Regions from separate parts of the Mus musculus genome. Here regions 1, 2, 3, 4 and 5 are each linked to region 6. A link is a contact called in public HiChIP or PLAC-seq and promoter capture Hi-C data. All regions are on one chromosome and are shown on one strand. The core of a region is the stretch at or near the end of the contact, and the rest is flanking DNA. Distances in the headings are between cores, read along the strand shown.

Evidence for each region. Promoter capture Hi-C pulls out the DNA fragments that hold promoters and counts their contacts. HiChIP or PLAC-seq counts read pairs in DNA pulled down with a chosen protein or histone mark.
Region 1: an H3K4me3 HiChIP or PLAC-seq map of forebrain shows a contact between it and region 6, with 7 times the contacts expected there. The contact joins the promoter of Cry1 here to the promoter of Pwp1 in region 6. A contact is called at or near these places in 7 of 39 promoter capture datasets (the 3T3-L1 cell line, cranial neural crest, embryonic stem cells and 2 more), 2 of 15 datasets of contacts at CTCF or cohesin (the NIH/3T3 cell line and large pre-B cells), 14 of 115 datasets of contacts at active chromatin or transcription factors (the 230-238 cell line, bone marrow-derived macrophages, differentiating embryonic stem cells and 9 more) and 1 of 9 other capture datasets (liver).
Region 2: a promoter capture Hi-C map of pre-B cells shows a contact between it and region 6, with 3 times the contacts expected there. The contact joins the promoter of Ric8b here to the promoter of Pwp1 in region 6. A contact is called at or near these places in 2 of 39 promoter capture datasets (cranial neural crest and pre-B cells).
Region 3: a promoter capture Hi-C map of second pharyngeal arch cranial neural crest shows a contact between it and region 6. The contact joins the promoter of Tmem263 here to the promoter of Pwp1 in region 6. A contact is called at or near these places in 19 of 39 promoter capture datasets (the 3T3-L1 cell line, 3T3-L1-derived adipocytes, the C10 cell line and 12 more) and 2 of 115 datasets of contacts at active chromatin or transcription factors (extraembryonic endoderm stem cells and pancreatic cancer cells).
Region 4: a contact with region 6 is called in a promoter capture Hi-C map of pre-B cells, with 5 times the contacts expected there. The contact joins the promoter of Nt5dc3 here to the promoter of Pwp1 in region 6. A contact is called at or near these places in 8 of 39 promoter capture datasets (the 3T3-L1 cell line, the C10 cell line, the HPC-7 cell line and 3 more) and 2 of 9 other capture datasets (adipose tissue and liver).
Region 5: an H3K27ac HiChIP or PLAC-seq map of the NIH/3T3 cell line shows a contact between it and region 6, with 5 times the contacts expected there. The contact joins the enhancer-like site here to the promoter of Pwp1 in region 6. A contact is called at or near these places in 5 of 115 datasets of contacts at active chromatin or transcription factors (the NIH/3T3 cell line, bone marrow-derived macrophages, cardiomyocytes and 2 more) and 1 of 9 other capture datasets (embryonic stem cells).

The regions. Positions count from the first base shown.
Region 1 is chr10:85,183,210-85,186,768 of GRCm38.p6, forward strand. Cry1 (cryptochrome 1 (photolyase-like)) reads right to left here and starts at 1,845. Exons shown (of 13, transcript NM_007771.3): 1 at 1,105-1,845. The coding sequence starts at 1,262.
Region 2 is chr10:84,915,458-84,918,999 of GRCm38.p6, forward strand. Ric8b (RIC8 guanine nucleotide exchange factor B) reads left to right here and starts at 2,156. Exons shown (of 10, transcript NM_183172.2): 1 at 2,156-2,368. The coding sequence starts at 2,285.
Region 3 is chr10:85,100,208-85,103,900 of GRCm38.p6, forward strand. Tmem263 (transmembrane protein 263) reads left to right here and starts at 2,420. Exons shown (of 3, transcript NM_001013028.2): 1 at 2,420-2,790. Fhl4 (four and a half LIM domains 4) reads right to left here and starts at 2,288. Exons shown (of 2, transcript NM_010214.4): 1 at 2,089-2,288.
Region 4 is chr10:86,777,508-86,780,870 of GRCm38.p6, forward strand. It overlaps Nt5dc3 (5'-nucleotidase domain containing 3), which reads left to right and starts at 1,498. Exons shown (of 14, transcript NM_175331.3): 1 at 1,498-1,804. The coding sequence starts at 1,603.
Region 5 is chr10:86,449,501-86,452,828 of GRCm38.p6, forward strand. The region is part of intron 2 of Syn3 (synapsin III); the gene reads right to left. Among named protein-coding and RNA genes, the nearest start is that of Syn3, 48 kb to the right of the region's middle. Within about 2 kb of position 1,656, at least 28 of the 459 cell types and tissues checked have an H3K27ac peak or open chromatin away from gene starts, as enhancers often do. A contact at or near this core is called in the NIH/3T3 cell line, where this site is marked.
Region 6 is chr10:85,870,200-85,873,985 of GRCm38.p6, forward strand. Pwp1 (PWP1 homolog, endonuclein) reads left to right here and starts at 1,632. Exons shown (of 15, transcript NM_133993.3): 1 at 1,632-1,815. The coding sequence starts at 1,744.

The DNA.
Region 1 (3,559 bases), core at 595-3,094, 690 kb before region 6:
TTAGTGACGGCGCATAAAGCTCTAGAATCTGGCCCCCGTTACAACTATAACTTCATCACCTAGTACTTTCCCCCAGAGGTTTTGCTCGTCATTCTGGCTGGCTGTTCCTTCCAAAGATCAAACCCATTCTCACCTCAGGACCTTTCCCTGGAATGTTCTTCCCTTAGACAGCTGCATCCCATGTCTTCAAATCGGCGACCACTTTCTCCACACATCCTAGCTGTGGTAACTTCCAGTGAGCTACATCCCCAGCTAATTAACATTGTTTTAAATTGTGTCCCCATCCCTATTCCTGTTTACCTCGTCTTTTCTTTGCAACACGTCTCATCTCCAAAAGGACTACATACGTATTTTTTTCTTGGACATATGCCTGAAGAGGGCAGACTTCTCGTTCACAGCTCTATCCCTCATATCCAAAGACACGGCTGGCACATAAGCTATCAATATTATCTGCTGAACTAATGCTTTCGTTTCATTCCGCCACACAATCGTCTATCCTGTTTTCCCAGGCACAGCTCACAAAATGTCCGGAGGATTTCTTCCAGTCGCAATTCCCTAGAAGGATTATACTTTGCCTCGAAAGAAAAACTGTGCTTTGTCTTGTCAACCACAAGGAGGAGTTGAGAGAGAGAGTTGGGAAACCAGCTAATTCTTTCCCTTGCTTTTCCTCCTCTAACCTCAAGGGGGAAGAAAGCTGGATCCGGAGCCCGCTATAATAAATGAATGGTTTTTCTCCACACTATGAGTTACCTAGACACACACGTCAACATTAAAGATTACAACCCTTTCGGAGGCCTAAGATATCAAGGCCATTATGATCTGGGAGTGTTTAATTCTCCTCCTAGTTATTTCTCGCAAATCAGGGAAGGCGTTCCCATCAACACAGACACATAACTTACCGGTAAAAGCTAAAGTGTTTCAGGGTCGTCAATAATCTCTACTACTAAGTCTGTACTATTTAATATTGACCACATCTACAATTCTTTAACGATGTAGGCAATTCGGTCCCTGGACTAAAACCAAATCTCAGATCTGACACTAACGCATCGACACCCGACTCGCGCACACCGCGATCGATTGATTTCCCAAGCGCTTCGGACTCACCGCCACCTGTTGATGCCCACGTTGGAAGAGCCGGCGAACCAGGGGTCGAGGATATAGACGCAGCGGATGGTGTCGGCGCCCTGGATGCACTCCTTCAGGGCGGGGTTGTCGTGGAGCCGGAGTCCCTTTCGGAACCAGTGCACGGCGTTCACCCCCATGCTCGGGGCGCGGCGGGTCACCCCGACTTCCTCTACCGAGAGCTTCAAGGGAGGGAAGCCGGGCTCATAACCGACACCTGCGCTTCCAAGAAAACCTCCTCACCCGAGGAGTGGGGAAAGGGCTGCAGAGAGGGGACGGGAGGAGGCGACGCCGAGGCGGGGCGCGGAGGTGGCGAGCGCGCAGCTGGCAGATGAATGGAGGCTGCCGAGGCGCCGGGATCCACGCGCGACGTCCTTCAGGAGCCCGCGCCCAGCGTCCGGAGGACACGCATACCTTCCAGGGCCTGAGACCCCCGGAGCGCAAGCGAGCGCGCGGGGCCCGAGCCGCCACGACGGCCCGAGCTGGTCGCAGCAGCCCCGGGAGGCTCGTCACGGAAACCTCGCCCAACCGAGGCGACCCGCGAGGAGACGGTGGCGCGCCCGAGGCGGCCTCCACGAACGGACACGAGCTCACGCGGCCTCCGCGCGACGCGGCCTGTGCGTCCCGGAGTGGGCAGCGAGCTCGGAGAGCGCGGGCTAGAGCTCCAGGCCGCGGGACGCTCGCCTGCCGGTCACCGGTCCCGAGGCTGCCCGGGTGACTCCGCCGCGTCAGCGGCCTCCGCCCCGCCCCCGGCTTCTCATTGGGCGGCATGCACCCCACGTGACCACCGGCACCTCACGTTTCTGAAGTGTGTTTACTACACTGGCTCAGACCCCCGCGTGCGCCGCCGCGCCCGGTGCTTCGGGACCGGTTGCGATCGCTGGGCGCTCACGACCTGAGTTCTCGCGTGGGATCCGGACTCGCAGCCTCTGCGGGTCTCCTGAGCCCCAGGCCGCTCGCGGGGGCCACAGGCCGCGAGAAGGGGGAGGAGGCATAGTTCTGCTCCCGGGGCCGGGAGCCGCCTCCATTGGCCGAGGCTCGCGGGGACCCGGATGAGCACGGGGCTGCGGGGAGCTCGCGGGCGCGCGCTCTGCCGGGCACGGCGCGCGTGCGCTGCGCTCTCGCGGTGGAAGAGAAGAGGCTAGGACGCGGGAGCGCGCCCAGGGCTCTTCCTATGGGTTGTGTGGAAGGTCTGAAGCCAGTTCCGTGTGCCCTGAGAGTTATTGCTGGGCTGGGTGAGAGGCAACCGAGGCACAGTCCTGCCTCTCACCCAGCTTCAATCAGGTGTTAATCGGAGTCCCCTGCTCTGAAAGGAGCAGAAATCACGCCGTTAGCCTTTTTTACTGTTTGGGGCGGGCACCTTTGCCCAAGCTCTGGAGAAGACAGGTCCGATCTCAGATATTCAGCATTTCATAATACTGTAGATACATCGTCAATTTATCAACTCTAATCTATTACATGAAGTGTAGTTTAGAAGGTATTTTGATTAGGTTTTTGGGCTTTTTGCTTTGCTTTTTTTTTTTTTTTTTTTTTTTTTCTTCAACTGAAGTTAAATGGGAAGAGGAACCTTAATTGTAGTAAAGACTTCCATCAGGTTGCCTGTAGGGAAGTCTGGGCACTTTCTTGATTAATGAGTGATGTGGAAGGACCCGACCAGTGTGTGTGGCGCCACCATTAGGCTGGTAGCCCTAGGCGGGTTGTATATGGAAGCAGGCTGAGGAAGCCACAGGGAACCAAAACGGCTTTCCTCCATGGCTTCTGCTTCAGCCCTCTATCTCCAGGTTTCTGCTTTGAATTTCTGCCCTGACTTCTCCCCACGATGGATTATTAACTGTAAACGGCAACAAACCCCTTCCTTCCTGGCCAAGTTGCTTTTGCTCATGATGTTTTATCAAAGCAATTGAAGTCTAATGAGAACACAGGGCCACATGTGCATCTTTACCAGACTTCCTAGCCATAACCTACAGGCCATGCCTTAGACATACAATGCCCTTTTTGTTGAGACGGGGTCTCGCGGAGCCCTGGCTTACCTTGAACCTGCTGTGTAACTGAAGATGGCTCTTGGTTTTGCTCTTATCCCTGAGTCCTAGCATCACCTATGTGCATATATTCATCCAGGGTTATTTATGTATTTATTTATGGAGACAGTATATCATTAAGCATCTAGGCTGCCCTTAACTCACTTTGCAGCTCAGGAAAGCCTCAAAGTGAGCTTTGGATACCCCTTGCCTCAGCTTCAGGAACACCTGGTGTCCTAGGCCGGTGCATCCAGGGCCAGAATAGCAGCCGCTTATTGAATGAAGCAGGTGTGTTCCAAAGAGATGACATGCAAACCTAACCACAAAACCCCAGCCCCCTAGTGGAGTTTATTATCTGTTTCTTATTCTTTATATGTGCTGGGTTTTCCTCTGATAGAGGAATGCTCTTTGGGATCTAC
Region 2 (3,542 bases), core at 906-3,405, 950 kb before region 6:
ATATTAAAATCTTTCTGACCTAATTTATTACAGATAAATTATTCATCTTTTTACATACTTCGGATCTGGAATGTCTGGGCCCATTTGTTTAAGGCTTGGTCCCCAATCCATGATACTGTTGGGAAGTGGTGAGACCTTTACTTAAGCAGAGAGAGTTAGGTCCACAGCAGCGTGCTATTGCTATTGGAGGGAATATCGGGCCCTCGCTCTTTCCTGGATCTTTGCCTTCCAGCTGCCATGGAGTGAGCAGGTTTTTCTACTATGCCCTGTCAGGGAGCCATGAGGTACACTCTGGTCACAGGGAATAACACCAAGGAGCCATGGACAGAACCAAACGAATCTCTCTCTTTACTGATTGGCTTCAGCATCTGTTTCAATAACAACAAACAAAACCACAATCGTCTCCTGCTCTTCAATGACTGTTCAGCTGCATGGTCAATAAAATACTGGCTTCATGAAAAGTATAATCATCAGAAAATCCAAGCTCCATGGGCTCGGCGTCTACACTGTTTAAATCTCCCCAGATCTACTACAGGGTAACAGAAACCCAAGAAGATGAGTAAACACTTGTACATCTCTCCTTCCTCTTCAGCAAAGCTTAAGAGGCCCACGGGGAAGGCAACAAGGATGATTACTTGAGGGTAAAACGCTTGGAAATTTCTTGCAGAATTCATCTATTCTCTATGAGAGAGCCTGGGAGTGCAGAACAGGCTCCAGGTCCAAACTTAATATAAAAACTATGCATTTTAAATTTTCAAGACTGCTCATTTTAAAACAAGAACAGCAGGGCTGTTCATGGTGATGTCCACAAGAACAGACCACCCAGTAAGGTTGGGACTTGTTTTGGGAGCCACTGTATCCACACTGTATTGGATAATGCCCAGCAATGCACAAATTCTCAAATATTTAATTTTTTGAGATGTTGAGTGAACCCAGATGAAATGTAAGTGGCTGGCACAGAACTAACACTTGGAGAATATGTGCCTCCATCACCACTGACTCCATGGATACTCTGGTTGTGTGATATTTACATCTTTGGGAACGACCTGGATTCAAATCTCAACTTTCTCAATTACTAAGTGCAGAGCTAATTTCCCTGGGTTCAAATCCCAGGTATGCCTCATTAATTCTGAGCTTCAATTTCTTCATCTGGAAAATAGAAATAAAATATATATGTATATATGTACATACACACACACACACATATACATACATATAATATAAAATTATATATACATAATCTAATAATCTATCTCCAAATAATATCTATATAGATATATAGATCTCTCCAAATTTCTTTATCTGTTGTGATTCCTTAGGGTTCCACAAAGAACTGTGTTCAATTTCCCATGTTGCTGTAGCCTAGTGCATAACAGGACTGCAACCGGGTGAGGAGGGTGAGCATTCCAGAGACGGAAACCGCTAACTGAGCATAGAGGGAACTCAACCTGGCGCTGACAGCCACTACCAAGGGTCGGCCGTTTCGCCATCGTCAGTAAGTCCAACCAGCCGCGTCTAAGTGCAGGTCAGAAAAAAGAAAAAAATAAAAACCAAAAAAAAAAAAAAAAAAACCCAAAAACAAAAAACCCAGTTAAACCCCAGTTTAGACCCTCCCACCAACGAAGGGTCCCTCCGCCTCTGGCCTCCAGCGGTCGCAGGATTCTGGTTTCCGGCCTTTAGGGAACTACATTTTCCAGCATGCCCTCTGGAAAGAGGGAAGTCTTTTGCACTGGATGACTACCAATTCCGGCATGCTATTCAGTTCACTAATAACTCAGATGACAGCGTGGGATGAGCCCATTGCATGTCGGGAATTGTAGTGTAGAAGCGGTAGGCTCGCAGATGGGCGGGGAACAGCCCGCCAGTTCTCGTCCGCTATGGGGGAATGATTCATAGAGTGTTAGGAGAGACAGTTCTGCTCGTGGAAGCCCGCTGCGAAGCCCAACTCTTCCCCAAGGCTGGCAGACCTAGGGGAGTAGGCAGGGCCTGGGCCTGACTCAGTCTCTGGTGGCTCCTCAGGCCTCCACCAAGCCCCGGGCCTTGTCAGGGGAGGCCTCCGGGCGCCGGTTGCTGGGGGAGCGGTGACGTCGCGGGGTGAAAGTTGAGGGGCGGTGACGTAGGGCCTGCCCGGGCGGAGGCTGGCGGGTTGGAGGCTGGAGGGAGGGAGGGAAGGAGGGAAGGAAGGAAGCTGGGAAGGAGCGAGGTAGCGGGGGCGCGAGGCGTTTACCTGGGAGGCAGCGGCTGGGGCGCGCACAGCGGCTGCGGCTCCCCCGCACCTGCGGCCATGGATGAAGAGCGCGCCCTCTACATCGTCCGGGCCGGCGAGGCGGGGGCTATCGAGCGGGTCCTGAGGGATTACAGCGACAAGGTAAAGAACTCTGGCCCCGGGCGTTCGCTGTCTTGTCCCCCCTCCCCCCGGGCCGCCTTCGGGGCTTGCACTTCGCATCCTCCCCATCCCCCTCATTCCGGGGATGCGCATTGCTCTCCCCCGAAAACGTTTCCGGCTTGGGCATGCGTGTTTGTGCCCCCAGCCTTTCCCACTCGTTCATCCTGCATCTACCCATTGCCTCCACTATAATGCCCACTCCGATTTCTGGCCCAGCAGCCTGTCCTGTGGTCTTCTTCCTAAACGTGCAAGGCACACCCCCAGAATCTGTAGATGCGCGGCTGCCCAGTGCCCCGTTCCTGGATGCATAAAATGCATGCGAGGCTTTCTCACCTGTATAGTGTGAAAATACATGCTTCTCTGCATAAACACGGCCCTTGTCATGCACAAAACATATCAGCAACGATGGCAGGTCTTTGTGTACCTGTACCATTGTATGGTTTACCAGGCATTGATGTCTTTTATGTGATCTCCTTTGATATCCTCCAAGTGCTTATAAAGTAGATGGTATCAACCTTCCCATTTCATAGATGAGGAAACCGAGGTGCAAAGAACTGAAATCACGCCCCAAGGTCATGGACATATGTTGCAAGTGGGTAGAAAATCCAACTCCTAATAATACCTGTTATTTGTATCGCATTAACAGCTTTTCTGTTCATTATCTCATTTAATCTTGACAGCAATCCTGTGAGGTATTATCTGTGTTTTGCAATGGAGCCTCCAGATGGGCTAAGTAACTAGCCCAAGGTCATTCCTGGGAGCCAGAGCCTTCCCACCTAGGTTTTCAAACTATCCATTCACTGGTCTTTTGCTACAGTGATCGGTATCTTATTATTAATACCACTTTCATCTCTGGAGGAGCTCTCTCTCCAAGTACCATTAGATCTTCCTTTTCCTTTCAGCAGTTTCTCATGTTTGCTTTAATAAGTAGCCTACCTAACACCTTTAGGCTGTTTGGGAGACTTGTATGACTCTCTTCTCTGAAGACCCATCCATCACCAAGTTACACCATATACCTAACAGGTACCTTACTGTTCCTTTCCCCTGCCTATTTATCAGCCCTCTCTGAAAGAAACATGGCTGTATGCCCCTGTGGACCTTCTCTTCTGTGCCTACTACTCCGCTCTCATATATTTTGTATCAGTGAACTGCCTGT
Region 3 (3,693 bases), core at 1,170-3,669, 770 kb before region 6:
GATCATTTAGTTCATTTCAAAATACCAAAAGTATATGACAAAGTGAACATAAAAATGTGTTGCCCTTACACTAATTCATCATATAAATGCCAATAGAAATACTGTGAAGATGATGTCAACTCAACAAAGGAATTATTTATGCAAAGAACTGGATCAACTTCCTGTACTGAGCAGAAGGTTGGACCCCTCCTTCAGCTTCAGTGCTACAACATATAATTTATGTTTTGCTTTCACAATTCTGTCTTCTGTCTTGCTACTTTCTGGTCTTAACATTTTGAACTAGCCCAGTCTGTTAAGCAATGTCACTGCTAATTACTCCAGGGTATCAATAAGGTAACTAATTTTTTGAATGTAACCAACTAGAGAAAAACTGAGGCACTTAAACTAGAATTAACTTTTGTTTTAGGTGATGGAGGTACAGTTTGGGGCATGCTAGGCAAGTACTCTAAACTGAGTCATAATCTCAGCTATTTATAATGTAGTATAAGAAAGTTTTGCCTTAAGTTACTGCATTAAGAACTCATTATTTGAAGACATTTAAAGACATTATATAGAAATAAAGATATTACAGTATTAGAATCAAGAACTACAATGGAGGTCAGCCTATAAAATAAATAGGGCCTGATTTCATTGAGGTTCCTTCTGGTTACACCAAGCTATCTGAAATCAAGATAGCATCAGGATAGAAACAATTCAATTAAGATTCTCATATAGACAAGAGTGGCTTAGAACTGAATGGGATGTTGTTCTTTTTAAAAAGAAGATGGCATCAGATAGCTGTGAGCTGACATGTGGGTGTGGGGAACTGAACTCAGGACCTTTGCAAGAGCAGTGAGTGCTCTTAACCACTGGGCCCTCTCTCCATTATTATAGGTAAGGAAACTGAGACAGCAAGAACTGACTGGGGTCAGATCTATAAGAAATACTGGACTACCTGTACTTGTAGGTTCAGAAGGAGCCAAAAGCTCCCTGGTACCTTCATTGGTTTATGAAACAGAATATACCACTGCTTTGAATTATAGCCTTAATTACTAGCAAAACTGTAAGTCAATTTGGAAAGAAAGTTATAAAGTTCTGCATTGTAATTTTGCCCAGGGTTCAATCTTGAAATCACCTATTAAAATCCTATTAAGAATTCAGGAGTCTATGACAATAAAAGATTGGTACTCAGTTAATACCACAGTTCAAACTCTCCTAATCATCATTCTCTTTTAGTTCTGTAAAACAAGATTATCATAATTTCAGCACAGTGATCTGAATGGACTTAATTCATCGATTTGATAACGGTTAAGCTCTAGTTCATTCTATTTAAGAACTGAACCAAGGTTAGCTCCCTCTCAGGATTTTTTGTTGTTGCTGTTAGCATCCCTTTTCTGAGACTTGATAAACACTTGCTATCCAGTTACACCACGCTGATTACTTTCATTTAAAAATTGAGGTCCCCTGTCCTGTGTATGTTTCCACTTGATAACTAGGTCGTGAAAAGAAAAAAAATCTCACGTTTTGGTATAATTTCTCAGTAAAGCCCCCTTACACCCACAGTCTCTCTTCTTATCTTTCCCAAAAGTGTAGGGTGGACTTATTGTCATTTTTATCTTAAAGATGTTGAGAGTCAAGGAAAAGCTAATAGCAATTATCTAGTCAGGTAGCCATTTCGTCACGTCTCTGCTTCCTCCTCACAGCCTTCCTAGGCAGCTATCACAAGCCCCCTTGGAAGCTCACTGTCCTGTTTCCCATCTGAAGCAGAGGCAACGCTGAACCCAGAGGACTTCCCAGACAGCATCTTCTTAGGCTGCTCAATACTTTACAGGACCCCACCAGGGATCCCCCCTCCCCCCAAGGCTGGCAAGAACGTGGAGGGGCCCTGACGAAGCCCTAGTTAGGAAGTGACAGTTTTCCTCCCTCTCCAGTTCAATTCTCACATCGATGAACCAACCTTCTTTCGCTACCAAAATTCAAGGCCCCCTGAAAGGCCTTGGGCATCCGCTGTGTGATGAGGGCGAACCTGACATGTTTACGCTCAAGGACTCCAGGTGGACCAACAACAACAACAAAAACCCCACACAAATTAGCAAGGCCTCGCCTCACCCTATCACTCGGTGACACAGGCTCGCAGAGCGCCCTGGGGAGAGCGACTGACAGAGGCCCTGCCCGTCACTCCCTTAGGGCAGCAGCTAAAGGTTGAAGCCCCTGGGCGAAGGAGAGGGAGACACCGGCGAGCATGCCGCCCTCCTCAGGGGAGAAGTTCTAAACCCCCATAACCGTTAGTTCCCTCGAGCCCGGAGAGTGGCCGAAGACTCGGGCGAGGCCGGAGGCGCGCGCCTCGCCGGGGCAGCGCCCCCTCGCCTGCTCTGATTGGGTGGCCGGGGCGGAGGGGGCGGGGAGACCCTCCGGATGAGGCGCGCGCGCAGGCTGGCCGGGGGCTGCTGGGAGGGCTGCGCGCGCCGAGCGACCGGTGGGCGCGGGAGGTGGGGGGGCGGAGGGCCGGGGGCGCGAGTGCGCGTGCGCGTCGGAACCCGAGGCGCGGGAGGAGGCGGGAGCTCCGGAGGCTGCGGAGGGGGCGGGTCGCGTCAGGCGCCACGTCCGCAGCCAGAAGCCGCCGCTGCCGCCGCCGCCGCCTCGCACCGACCTCGCACCGAGAGTCTTCCGACTTCTGAGCCGGAGAAGAGCATCTAGGTCGCGTAAGCCACTCCCGGGCCGCATCAGGGCCTCTGCTGCCCCGGCCGCTTCTGCTGTTCTCCGTGCCACCGCTCCCTCCGCCCGGCCGCAGCTCCCGGCCTCGACCCCGCGGTGAGTGAGTGTGTCCCATGGCTGGGGCGGGGGCGGGAGGGTGTCGTCGGCCTGAGTGGCCGCACTCCGGGCCCTTTCCCGTTAGCCTCATCTGCACCTCACCTGCACGACCCCGGGGCCTGGCCGCTCCAGCCTGGCCCTTTGCGGGGGGACACTGAACGGGAGGGGGATGGGCGGGAGTCGTTGGGGGGCGTACGGAGGTATGGGGTTACCCCAGTGGGTCCACGAGTTTGTGGACGCGGTGTCTGCAGTTGAAGGGAGTCGCTCTGGAAGCCTGGGTCTGACCTCTTGCCTTGAGTGTCAGGCTGGTGCGGAGGAGGAGATGGGGCATCCGAGGAGGAGCCCAGCTTCCTTGCCCCACTTAACTTCTGACCTGTTGATAAACGGTCCCGGTGGGTTCAAGTACACAGGGCTTGGCTCCAAGCGGAGATTCCCGCTGCTCTTCCTAAATCGGGAACTCCACTCCCACGCCTGTTCTAAGCCCGCAGGTGTGGGAATGAAGAGGGGCGCTGGCAGTGTCAAGGAGTGACTGGGGAGCAGGGGGGAAGGAGTCCTGGAGCAGCCGCCAGTGCAGTCACTGCCGACCCCAAGCTCAATCCAAAACCGAGCCTGCCATGCACAAGCAGCATCTAGTCTAGCCCCGGAGCTGCCACTCGGGATCAAGTTGGATCGTCTCTCTTAAGCCCGTCTTATATTGGAATTCCGCAGGAACTAGGGTGTGCTGGATGGACAACGAAGGGGCGGAGGAAGGAGGTGTCCAAGCCAGCACCAGCCTCTAGGGTCATTTTCTGCCTCTCCTGCCACGTCACTGCTCTGCTCAGGGGAAAAAAAAAAAGACTTGCTTGTGCCTAAAGGTGGATCAATGAGGGGGAGCTAGGGCTGCTGGGAAGAGTTAGAAACACC
Region 4 (3,363 bases), core at 248-2,747, 910 kb after region 6:
AGCTTTTAATGACCAGAGCCCATGGATTTGATAGCATATCGATTTGCACATTTTATTGTCCTCCAATTTTATCACTGATCCATAAAACATTAACCTGTAACAGTTAAGGATTACTTTCTAGCTACCGTCCTCCCTACCACCCAACAGAAGAGGGGACTCAGCTCTGTGACGATAGGCAAGCAATCTCACCTCTGTTGTGCCTCGGTTTCATTGTGTTTAAAGGAGAGACGCGGTACGTTCCTTTTAAGACAGCTGGGAAGAGTGTATGCGATAAAATATACAGCCAGCTTTCTATTAATGGTTTTCATTATCAGTCAGGGACTAGCTCCAGTGTCATCACCTTCCACAAAAACATCTGACTCTTCCAGCCCACAACTTGAGTCGCTAATGCTTGGGGTTGTCTCACACTGTGCCTTGTCTGTCCTCTCATTATTCTAGCCATTCCCACTATAACCGCCCCCCCCTACTCAGTGGTCACCATGGGATACTTTGGGAATTTCTTGGGGCCCAGTGTTTCTCAGGTAGGTCTTGAATTGGTGATAGAAAGTCCCGCAGGAGCGGCATGGAATAAGTGCAGTTAAGCAAGTGAGTGGAACAGGTACCAAGCGTGCTGCCAGCGTGGGCAGGAGACTGCTAATCATGTCCGGAGGACCTCTCTGGAGGTGGGAACCCGGCTTTCCAGAGGCCTGCACTGTTAAGGAAATTTACATTTATCGGGAGTCTTCAGGGGCAGGATCTTGCAGACGACTTTAGACCTCGAGTGTAATCTCGGCCCAGCAACTCTTTAAAGGGCAACTCTTGGATAGGCCCAAGCTCAGCCTCAGGGCAGTCTCAGAGAGGCACCTGAGATCCAGGAGATACCTGCAGAAGCCTTTGACACGGAGTGGGTCGCATTCCAGAGACTGGGATCAGAGATGGATAGTGCGTACACTCATCAGTGCAATCAGAATTGGGGCCCGCCACGGAAGGCAAGAGGAAGGTAGAGCAGAGTCTTGCTGGCAGCGATAGGGTCGGAGATGAGTCATCCTAGCCCGTGTGACTTCAACCACCCTCCGCCCCCTCCTGCCTCGCGGGTCAGGAAGTGACCGCAGCCGACCGGGCGCTGAGCCCTGGCAGCTCCGGCCACGCCCAACCCGCTTTCTCTAAGGCCTCGCCCTTGACTCCGCCTTTGACTCAACCCAGACTCCGTCCCACTCCATTTCCACAGGCCCACACCTGACCCAGCCTCTAACTGGCCTAGGCCCCCGGCTCTGTCTCCCCAGGTTCGGTCCCTGACTCTGCCTCTGACGCAATCGAGATGGTCCAACTCATTCTCTCTCTAGACCCTATTCTTTACTCAGCCGGGGCATTCCTCTTTCCAACCAGGCCCCGCCCCTGACCCAGCTCAGGCCCCACCCATCCCGCAGCTCCTAGCCTAATCCTTGACCCCGCCTCCTGCTTCCCTCTAGAACCCGCCCACCTCCCCAGCCTCGCCCCCGGCTCCGCCCCACCGTGGGTGGTTCTTGGGCCGCGCCGGCACTTGCTCAGACGTAGGAACTGCCGGCGTGCGTCCCGGAGCCTCGCGACGCTGGCCATCCGTGCCACTGGCAGCTTAGAGGCAGCATGGCCACGGTGGCAGCGGCGGCCCGCGGGGCCGGGGCGAGGGCGGCGGCAGGGCTGCGGAGTTGCGGCGGGGCCGTGGCTCGAGAACGACCGCGCTCGGGCTGCGCTCGGCGCCTGTGCTCTGCCCCGGCTGCCCCGGCTGCCGTGGACATGAAAAGCTACCTGTGGGCGCGCTACCACGAGGCGAAGAGGAGCACGGACGGTGAGTGCGTGTCCCAGCTTGCGCCGCCCACTCGAGGACCCCTCGGGTCCCCCGCACCCTGCCTCTGTCGCGCGGCCCCCGCGGGGAAGGCGACTCTAAAACTTCGCAACTCTTTTTTGGCTTTCCCCCGCCGGGGAAGCTATTTCATACCTGGGGATTGTTAAATCTGGAGTGTACATCGCAAGTGCTCTGGGCCGCTGCGAGAGTTCCAAGGGCGTCGGTAGGAAGACATTCCCCCAAACACCGTTAGGTGTCATTCACCCTGGGAATGGTAGTAGCAGCCCAGCTTGCTGCCGCGCTGTCCTAGACAGGCTCCAGCGCAGGCGACTGGGTCAGGAGGATGAGCCGGTCTCCCTTTTGCAGGGTGGAGTAGATAAAATGTGCTGTTTGAAAGGGGAGGGTGGTCTGGTTATCCACCGCCCTCTGCGAGGAGAAGAGGAATACTTGTGGTCAGGTGAACTGAGAAAGAGCTTGGCTGGGCGGTTAGGGAATCGGAGAAGGAATGGAAAGAGGAACCAGATTATAATAGTATCAGGTATTGATGTCGACTCTGAATCGCCCATAGCCTCCGGAGGAGGGGGTCATGTCCATTATGTAGACGGGAAGGGCGAGCAAGGGGCCTAAGCAAAAACTGATTTTGACTCAGGGTCGGGAATCCATTGTCCTGTGTGTTGCTTTGTGCTTCTTGCAGTCAAACGTTTGGAACCTGGAGTAAAGGGCCAGTGAAGCACAGACACTGAAGCTGTCAGAGGACACTGGGATTTGGGGAGGGGGTGGTTTGGGGAGGGTGCTACATGAGGAAGGGGGTTGGTGAGGGAACGTTTTTGTAGGATTTCCATTTGCATCTTTGGCCACATGCCTGTTCAAGTGAAACAAAACCCACCTGGAATATCTTCACAACACATTCCGAGGTGTAAGCAATGGAGACTTCTTTGAAAGAGTGGCTTATTGGTTTTGGCCAGGCAAGTGTTTTGAGATGGGTTGTGTATTCCAGGCCTTAAAGTCATGAGTCTCCTGTGTGTTCTATCCTTCCAGGCGGGCGGGAACCACCATTCCAGGCAAACGTGTGTCCTGTCAGGGCCCTGTCAGCTCTTCTCTCTTGCTTAGTTTCCTCTTTCTTTTTGGTCTTTTTGAGACAGGGTTTTAAGGTAACCTTAAACTTGAAGCAATCCTCCTGCCTCAGTCTTTCAAGTGCTGGAGTTATAGACACGAACCACTCACTACTCCTGTCTTTTGTTTTTCTTTTCTTTTGTTTTGTTTTGTTTTGGTTTTTTTTGTTTTTGTTTTTTGTTTTTTTTAAGACAGGATTTTTCTCTGTAGTCCTGGAACTCACTCTGTAGACCTGGGTGGCCTCGAACTCAGAGAGATCTCATGTCTCTCTCCTGGAATCCTGGGATTAAAGGTGTGTGCCACTATGCCAGGCTATTCTGTATTTTTGGTTAAAAACTTTACTGACATGTATGGAGAGAATGAAATACAGAAACCCCTATACAATATTTAAACCCATTTGGCTGTGGGATTGGGACAATTCACACATGTCCTCTTGAGGAGTGAGCTAT
Region 5 (3,328 bases), core at 406-2,905, 580 kb after region 6:
GGGGCTCCTTGCCCCTCCACTCTCTCTTGCCCTCTTGCTCCTGTTCTGTCCATTTGCTTCTGCTCCCCCTCTCCCTCCATTCCCCTTCCCCCTCCTTTTCCATGTGCTTATGGCTGGCCTCTCCTCCTCCTCCTCCTCCTCCTCTTCTTCTTCTTCTTCCTCTCTCTCTCTCTCTCTCTCTCTCTCTCTCTCTCTCTCTCTCTCTCTCTCTCTCTCCCCCCCTCTCTCTCCTTCTCTGTCCCTACTACCCTCACAACTTCCATCCCCATGCCCTGAATAAACTATTCTATCGTGGCTGGTTCCTCAGGGGGAAGGGATGCCTCAGCATGGTTCCGCAGAGGCACCTCCTTCTCCCACACCTGACTGCATCTCCACCAAACATATTCCCTCTCTCCTTATCTTTTCATAAAATACAGCACTTATGACCTCCCTCCCTTTCCCTGCTGACCCTCCAATCTTATTGCTTGATCCCTCCCATTCGCCCACTTTCCTCCATAGGGAACCTTCTCCTGACCGTAAATGTAGATCATCTCCCTTGGGACACCAGCTGTCTTCCCTACTGCTGATTCTAAGTATGATTAGAATCAGTAACTGTGCTTAACACTTGTAACCCACTGAAGTACAACAGGACTCCAACCAGTCTGTGGCCCATCATTTTATCCCCAGCACCCACAAGAGTACTTAAAACACTACAAGAGTGTGCAACACACCACAAGAGTGCAATTAATTGAATGAATAAATGAATGAATGAATGAATGAATGAATGAATGAACCAGTGAGTTATAGGGTTGAATCTGTGGCCTTTTTCATTTAATGTATACATTAAACGAGGCAGGCATTTTTATGTCTGTCCTATCAGGGAGGAAACGCAAAACCCAGAGACTAAATGCTTAAGGGTAACCTGCTTCCAGGTATTTTCCTCTGAGTCTCTGCTTTCTTTCGCTCAACCCTGAAAGAGTCTGGATAGAAGGGTGCGTAGAGCATTAGGTGCCTTCCCATACATAATGCTAAAGAGCCAGCTTGCATATCCGACTCACCAGTGAACCAGGCACTGCAGTAAGCATTTCCTTCTTAGGGATGGCAGCAGTGTTTTTCCTCCACCTCCCTCATTCTCTCCCTTTTCCTCAGCAGAAACATTCACAGGTTAGCACAGGTTAGCACACAAAGCTATAGCCCCGAGTCTCCCGGATGTTAGGTGTGGCCACACAACCCAGTTCTGATGGATAATCTGTAAGCATCATGCTCACAAACTTTCTCTGAACTTTCTTCATTCTATTCTTGTCCCTGGAGCAGGGAACGATTTGCTCAGTCTTCTTTTGTGAAAGGGTTCTTTCTACAAATTCTTAGAATGCTTCCCTGTCTGTGTTCACAAGCCCCTATGGCTTCTCAGCCAACGTCAGTAGTACCTTCCTCTCCCAAGACTTCCAGCATCCTTGACTGACAGCGTCAATATTTGTGGTACTTTTTCTTACAATATTAACAGGCTAAGATGTCACTGGGGCTGGACTTTTGTGGGACAGGAATGGTTGGTATGATCTGAAAGTAAGGTGTCCCTTTGTTTCTTTCCCATGGGTGCTCTTCAATTGTGTGTAGCTAGTCTCACCCAATGCAGAATTTCATCACGAGTCTTCAACAAGGGAGTCAGCACATTCCATCCCACTTACAGTATTTGTGGGGCCTGAGGGGGGGACAGCAAATGGCCTATGAGGCGTATGACTAATATTTAAAGTTGATAAGTATTCTAATTTCAATTCTGTTGCTGTGGTACAAGACCTTATCCAAAAGCAAGTGAGAGATGAAAGGGCTTTCTGGCTTATAACACCAGGTTACAGCCCAACATTCTGGGAAAGGCAAGACAAGAACTGAAGCAGTCCCCGCATGTCCATAGTCAAGCGTCAAGAGAAGATGAATTCACCTTTGCCTACTTGCTCTCATCTGGCTCTCTTTTGTAGGGAATGGTGCATCCCACAGCTGGCTGGGTTTTCCCGATTAACAATTAGGACAATCATCTACAGACAAGTCCACAGGTCAATCTGATCTAGTCAGTTCCCGGGTTGATGCTCTCAGGCGATTCTACACTGAGACAAGATGACACTGAAAATGAACTACCACCATGACTAGAGTTAGCAAACATTTAAATACAATATTTGCATCCCTTCTTTGATGACTACAGCTCATAAGGACACATCCAGACTGTAGCAGCATGGCAATGGCCAGCGTGGTCTTTACTCTTAATTCCCATTCTTCCCTAGTTCTCAGTTACTCTCCTCTCTCCATTCTTCACTCTGCACCCCTGCAGATTCCAGTGTTCTTCTCCCTAGTACTTGACCTTCTCATCAACCCCCAAGAGGGAATGGGGCAGGATCGCCACCCATATCCTGTAGATGGAGAAGTTGCCATTTAAGGTCTCATAAGTTTCCCATAGTTTCAGATTTTCAAGATTCAGTACAATTCCTTCCTAATGGGGACTCTGCCAGCAGATGGCCCACTTAATCCACATTTACATTACATTAACATCCACATTATTTACAGCTGCTTCCATAGACACCACACACCCCACACACACACACACACACACACACACACACACACACCACACATGCACATGCACGCGAGCATGCACGCGCGCGCACGCACGCACGCGCGCACACACACACACACACACACACACACACACTCCTTCTTGGGATGCTTCAGTACGTCCTCTGCTTTATGATTCTGGTCTTTTGCACAGGCTCACACCTCTATTTTGCCAGACTCCTCTTTCTCGAAGTCCATAGTACTTATAGGTGCTATCTGCTCTCTTGTTTTCCTTAGCAGCAACCCCACCTGGCTGGGCTGGGTGCCCCTCCTCCACAGGTGAGCACATCATACCCTCTACCTTATGGTACTGCCCTGCCTTGTAATTATACGTTATGATCTGTCCTCTGCCTCTAAACATCCAGTCTGTGAGCTGTTTCTCAATAGTCACTGCATATGACAGCACCCTGTGACAGGGCACAGGACTTTGCTTCCTATATGTTGGCCAGGTATGGAGATGTCTCCCTTGTCCCTGCATCCAGATCTTCCTTGTGACCCTTTATTGCCACCTACTGGCAAACTGTTGCAATAACTCACAAATCTACATCTTTTATTATATGGGTCATTGTGTGGTTGTCCAACCTATAGGACTGACAGCCTTGGACTTGATTCCAACCCAGAACCAAGAACGCTCTGCACTGTATGCCACCCAAGAAGCTCCTGCCTCAAAGACGCCACACCTTCCCAGGAGTCTTTGGAATGTTTCCTGCTGGGGCTGGCAGGCTGTCTCAGGCTGAGGTGAGGGTCA
Region 6 (3,786 bases), core at 382-2,881:
TAGAAGAGAGTGAGAAATACCCTTGAACACATTGGTATAGGAGACAATTTCCTGGACAGAATGCTAATGGCTCAGATTCTAAGATCAAGAATGGATAAATGGGACCTCATGAAACTACAAAGCTTCTGTAAGGCAAAGGACATTGTTATTAGGACAAATTGGGAAAGGATCTTCACCAACCATACATCTGACAAAGGGCTAGTATCCAAAATTTGCAAAGAACTCAAGAAGGCAGACACCAGCAATCCAAATAACCCAATTAAAAAATGGCGTACAGAGCTAAACAGAGAATTCTCAGAGGAATCTCAAATGGCAGGGAAGCACTTCAAGAAATGTTCAAAGTCCTTAATCATCAGGGAAATGCAAATCAAAACAACTCTAAGGTTCCACCTTACATCCATCAGAATGTCTAAGATAAAAAAAAAAAACTCATGAGATAGCATATGCTGGTGAGGATGTGGAGCAAGGGGAGCAGTCTTTATTGCTGGTGGGAGTACAAACTTATACAATCACTTTGGAAATCAACTTGGCAGTTTCTCAGAAAACTCAAGACCCAGCCATACCACTTCTGGGCATGTACTCAAGAGATGTTCCATCATCCCACAAAGATGCTTGTTCATCAATGTTCATAACAGTTTTATTTGTAATAGCCAGAAACAGGAAACAACCTAGATATCCCTCACCTGAAGAATGGATAAAGGCATGGTACATCTACACAATGGAATACTATTCAACTATTAAAACCTAAGGCATCATGAACTTTGCAGGCAAATAGATGGAACTTGAGAATATCATCCTGAGTGAGATAACCCAGTCCCAAAAGGGCATGCATGGTGTGTACTCAGTGATAAGTGGATATTGTCCATAAAATACAGGTACCATGGTCCACTTCACAGAACCAAAGAAACTAAACAAGAAGGAAGACTCAATCAAGGAAGCTTGAATCTCACTTAGAAGAGGGAATAAAATAGTCATAAGAGGCTGATGGAGGGAGGGAACTGGGAGAGAGGGGAAATGGGGGATTCAGGATCAGGCATGGAGAAGAACAGGAGAGATAGCTATATGGCCATGAAAATGAATGGAAATCTGCAAAGTGGGGGGAAACCTGCATCTCCAGGACGAGACAAAGGCCTGGGATAAGGGAGGCTCCCAAGAATCAGTGGGGGGTGACCTTAGCTGTGACTCTCATTGGGGATGTGGAACCTGAAGAGGCCATCTCCTGTATCCAGAATGGAACTCCAATAGAGACACCAACCCACCCACAAAACTTTCAACTCAAAATTTATCCTGTCTACAAGAAATGCTGGCATAGGGGAGGGAGCAGAGACTGAGTGAATGGCCAACCAATAACCATTTCAACTTGAGACCCGTCCAGTGGGCAAGCACCAATCCCTAACACTATTAATGAAACTCTGCTATGCTTGCAGACAGAAGCATATTGTTCTCTGAGAGGCTCCCCCCAGTAGCTGATTCAGACAGATACAGACACAGCCAAACAGTGGATGGAGCTTGGGAACTCTTATGGAAGAATAGGAGGAAGGAGATAGAAACTCCACAGGAAGCAGTCGTAGATTTGCATACGGCCCCGCCCATCTCATGCAAATTCCCCTCCCCTTCCCCTTGGCGCCTGCGAGTGACGTCAGCGAGCGCCCGCGCCTGCGCGTTGTTCCCCTCCGCGGAGCTCAAGAGTAGTGTCTCCCAGCTCCCAGGGCTCCAACCTGCGCCGGGTTCAAACCGAAGATCATGAACCGCAGCCGCCAAGTGACCTGCGTGGCCTGGGTCCGCCGCGGCGTGGCCAAAGAGACTCCAGACAAGGTGAGGCCTGTGTATGGGGAGATGCCACGGCATGGCCGTGGGCTCGGCCCCGTCTGGGGCAGCACGCGCCCAGCAGGAGCCACGCGATGGGACCTGCCAGGTTGGCCGGGACTGTAGCCATGTGAGGTGTGGCTCCGGTGACCCGGGCGAGCAGAGACCGCGCGCCCCTTCCCTGCCCGGAGCGGGAACCCCGATCCCATCCCTGAGATGCACGAACACGTGGACTTTTTGTGCACTGGGAAGGGGCGGGGGTGTTTGCTTGTTACGAGTTTCTTACGGTGATCCGGATAAAACGTTATGGGGCAGAGAGAACAAGGTGTCAGTGTAACACAGTATGAAGGAAGTTGTACAAAAGCTGGAGACCGTGGCAAAGGAAGCCGGTTACTCAGGCGGTTTTGTTCATTACACAGTGTTTTCTGCAAGCCAAGCGGAGCCTGGAGTTCCGGGATATGTTGGAGCGATATAGGGCAAAGCCCTGTTCTTGACTTTCGGGATGTCAGGGGTTGTAAGTGTCCTAAAAGAAGTGAAGGGGTTGCTATGGGTGTAATTGTCTGAGTAGTGACAACTCGATATGTGATAGACGTGGGAGTGGCCTCGACATGAATTTACATGCGGTGAGGGATGGAAATACTCCTTATAGGTGTAAATTCTACCAGAGTGCAGGTAGTGTTTAGTCACTGTTTTCTCTGGTGTTTTGCCAACAGCAAGCAAGCAGTGTATATTTATAGGATAGGGACAACACTTGCCTTATTAAAAATTCTCCAAAAGAAAATTGTTTTCATTTTAAAAGGGCCATACACAGCTTTCGAAGTATTAAGAGAGTCTTAAAAATCCCTAGTTGTCATGCCCCAACCCCAAGCAATACAAATACCTTTGTGTGTGTGTATGTGTATGTATGTATGCCCATGTTCATGTGTTTGTGTATGTGTGCGCTGTCTGATTGAACCCAGCGTTAGTCAATCGAGATAGAGTGGCTGGCCAAGGCACCAGAAATTCTCGTCTCTGTAGTCCCTAGTGCTGGGATTACAGGTGTCCCCTACACTACACCCAGCTTTTGAGTGGCTTCTGGGATGGAACTTAGATCCACATGCTTGCTCAACAAAAGCTTTACCGACTGACCTCCGGCCTTCCCCGGAGTTTTTCAGTCTTTAATTTCTGGATCTTTCTCAGGCAGAATTGAATGTCATTCTCAGGGAGATTCTTGTTATCTCAACGTTTTTTGTTGTTGTTTTGGAGACCAGGTCTCACTCTGTAGCCCGCTGTGGCCTCAGACTTATGGCAATCCTCCCGTGTCAGCCTCCTAAATACTAGAGTTATAGGTGTGAGCCACTGAAGATCTGGAGGCTCTTTAGTAGAAACTGAGCCGTTGATTTACCTTCATGTGGAGTGTTGCCATTATGGCCAACCCACACTGCGGGCTTAAGTAAATAAACAATACCCAACTAGTGTTGGCCTTTACAAGCTTAATACAGAAGTGTTAGGTCTGGTCTGGTCTGGTCTGGTCTTTTCTCCAGACAGGGTTTTTTCTGTGTAGCTGTTCTGTAACTCACTCTGTAGACCAGGTAGCCTTGAACTCAGAGAGATCCGCCTGCCTCTGCCTCCCCTGGGATTAAAGGCATGTGTTCCACCCCACCCCCCACCCCCACTGCCTTCTTGTTATGTGCCTTAAAGGTACTGACTCACTATTTAGGTGAGGGAATGCCAGTTTTGAAGAGAGTGGCCTTAGTTTTGAACTTCATTAGAACAAAAGATAGCCAAATGGGAAATGTTACTGGAAGTGGGGAAAATAGAGCTGGAATTCAAGGTTGGAATGGGTGGAGGAAGATGGGGGTTATTAGTTCCCAGAAAGAATCCATTTACATTGGGCAGTGATGCTAGGGGAAAAAAGGCAGAGGACGGATGTTCTATGGTTTGATAGCCAGAGAGGGAGGTGCCCTTGGAGTCTGAGATAGTTGGAAGAAACATGGCGAC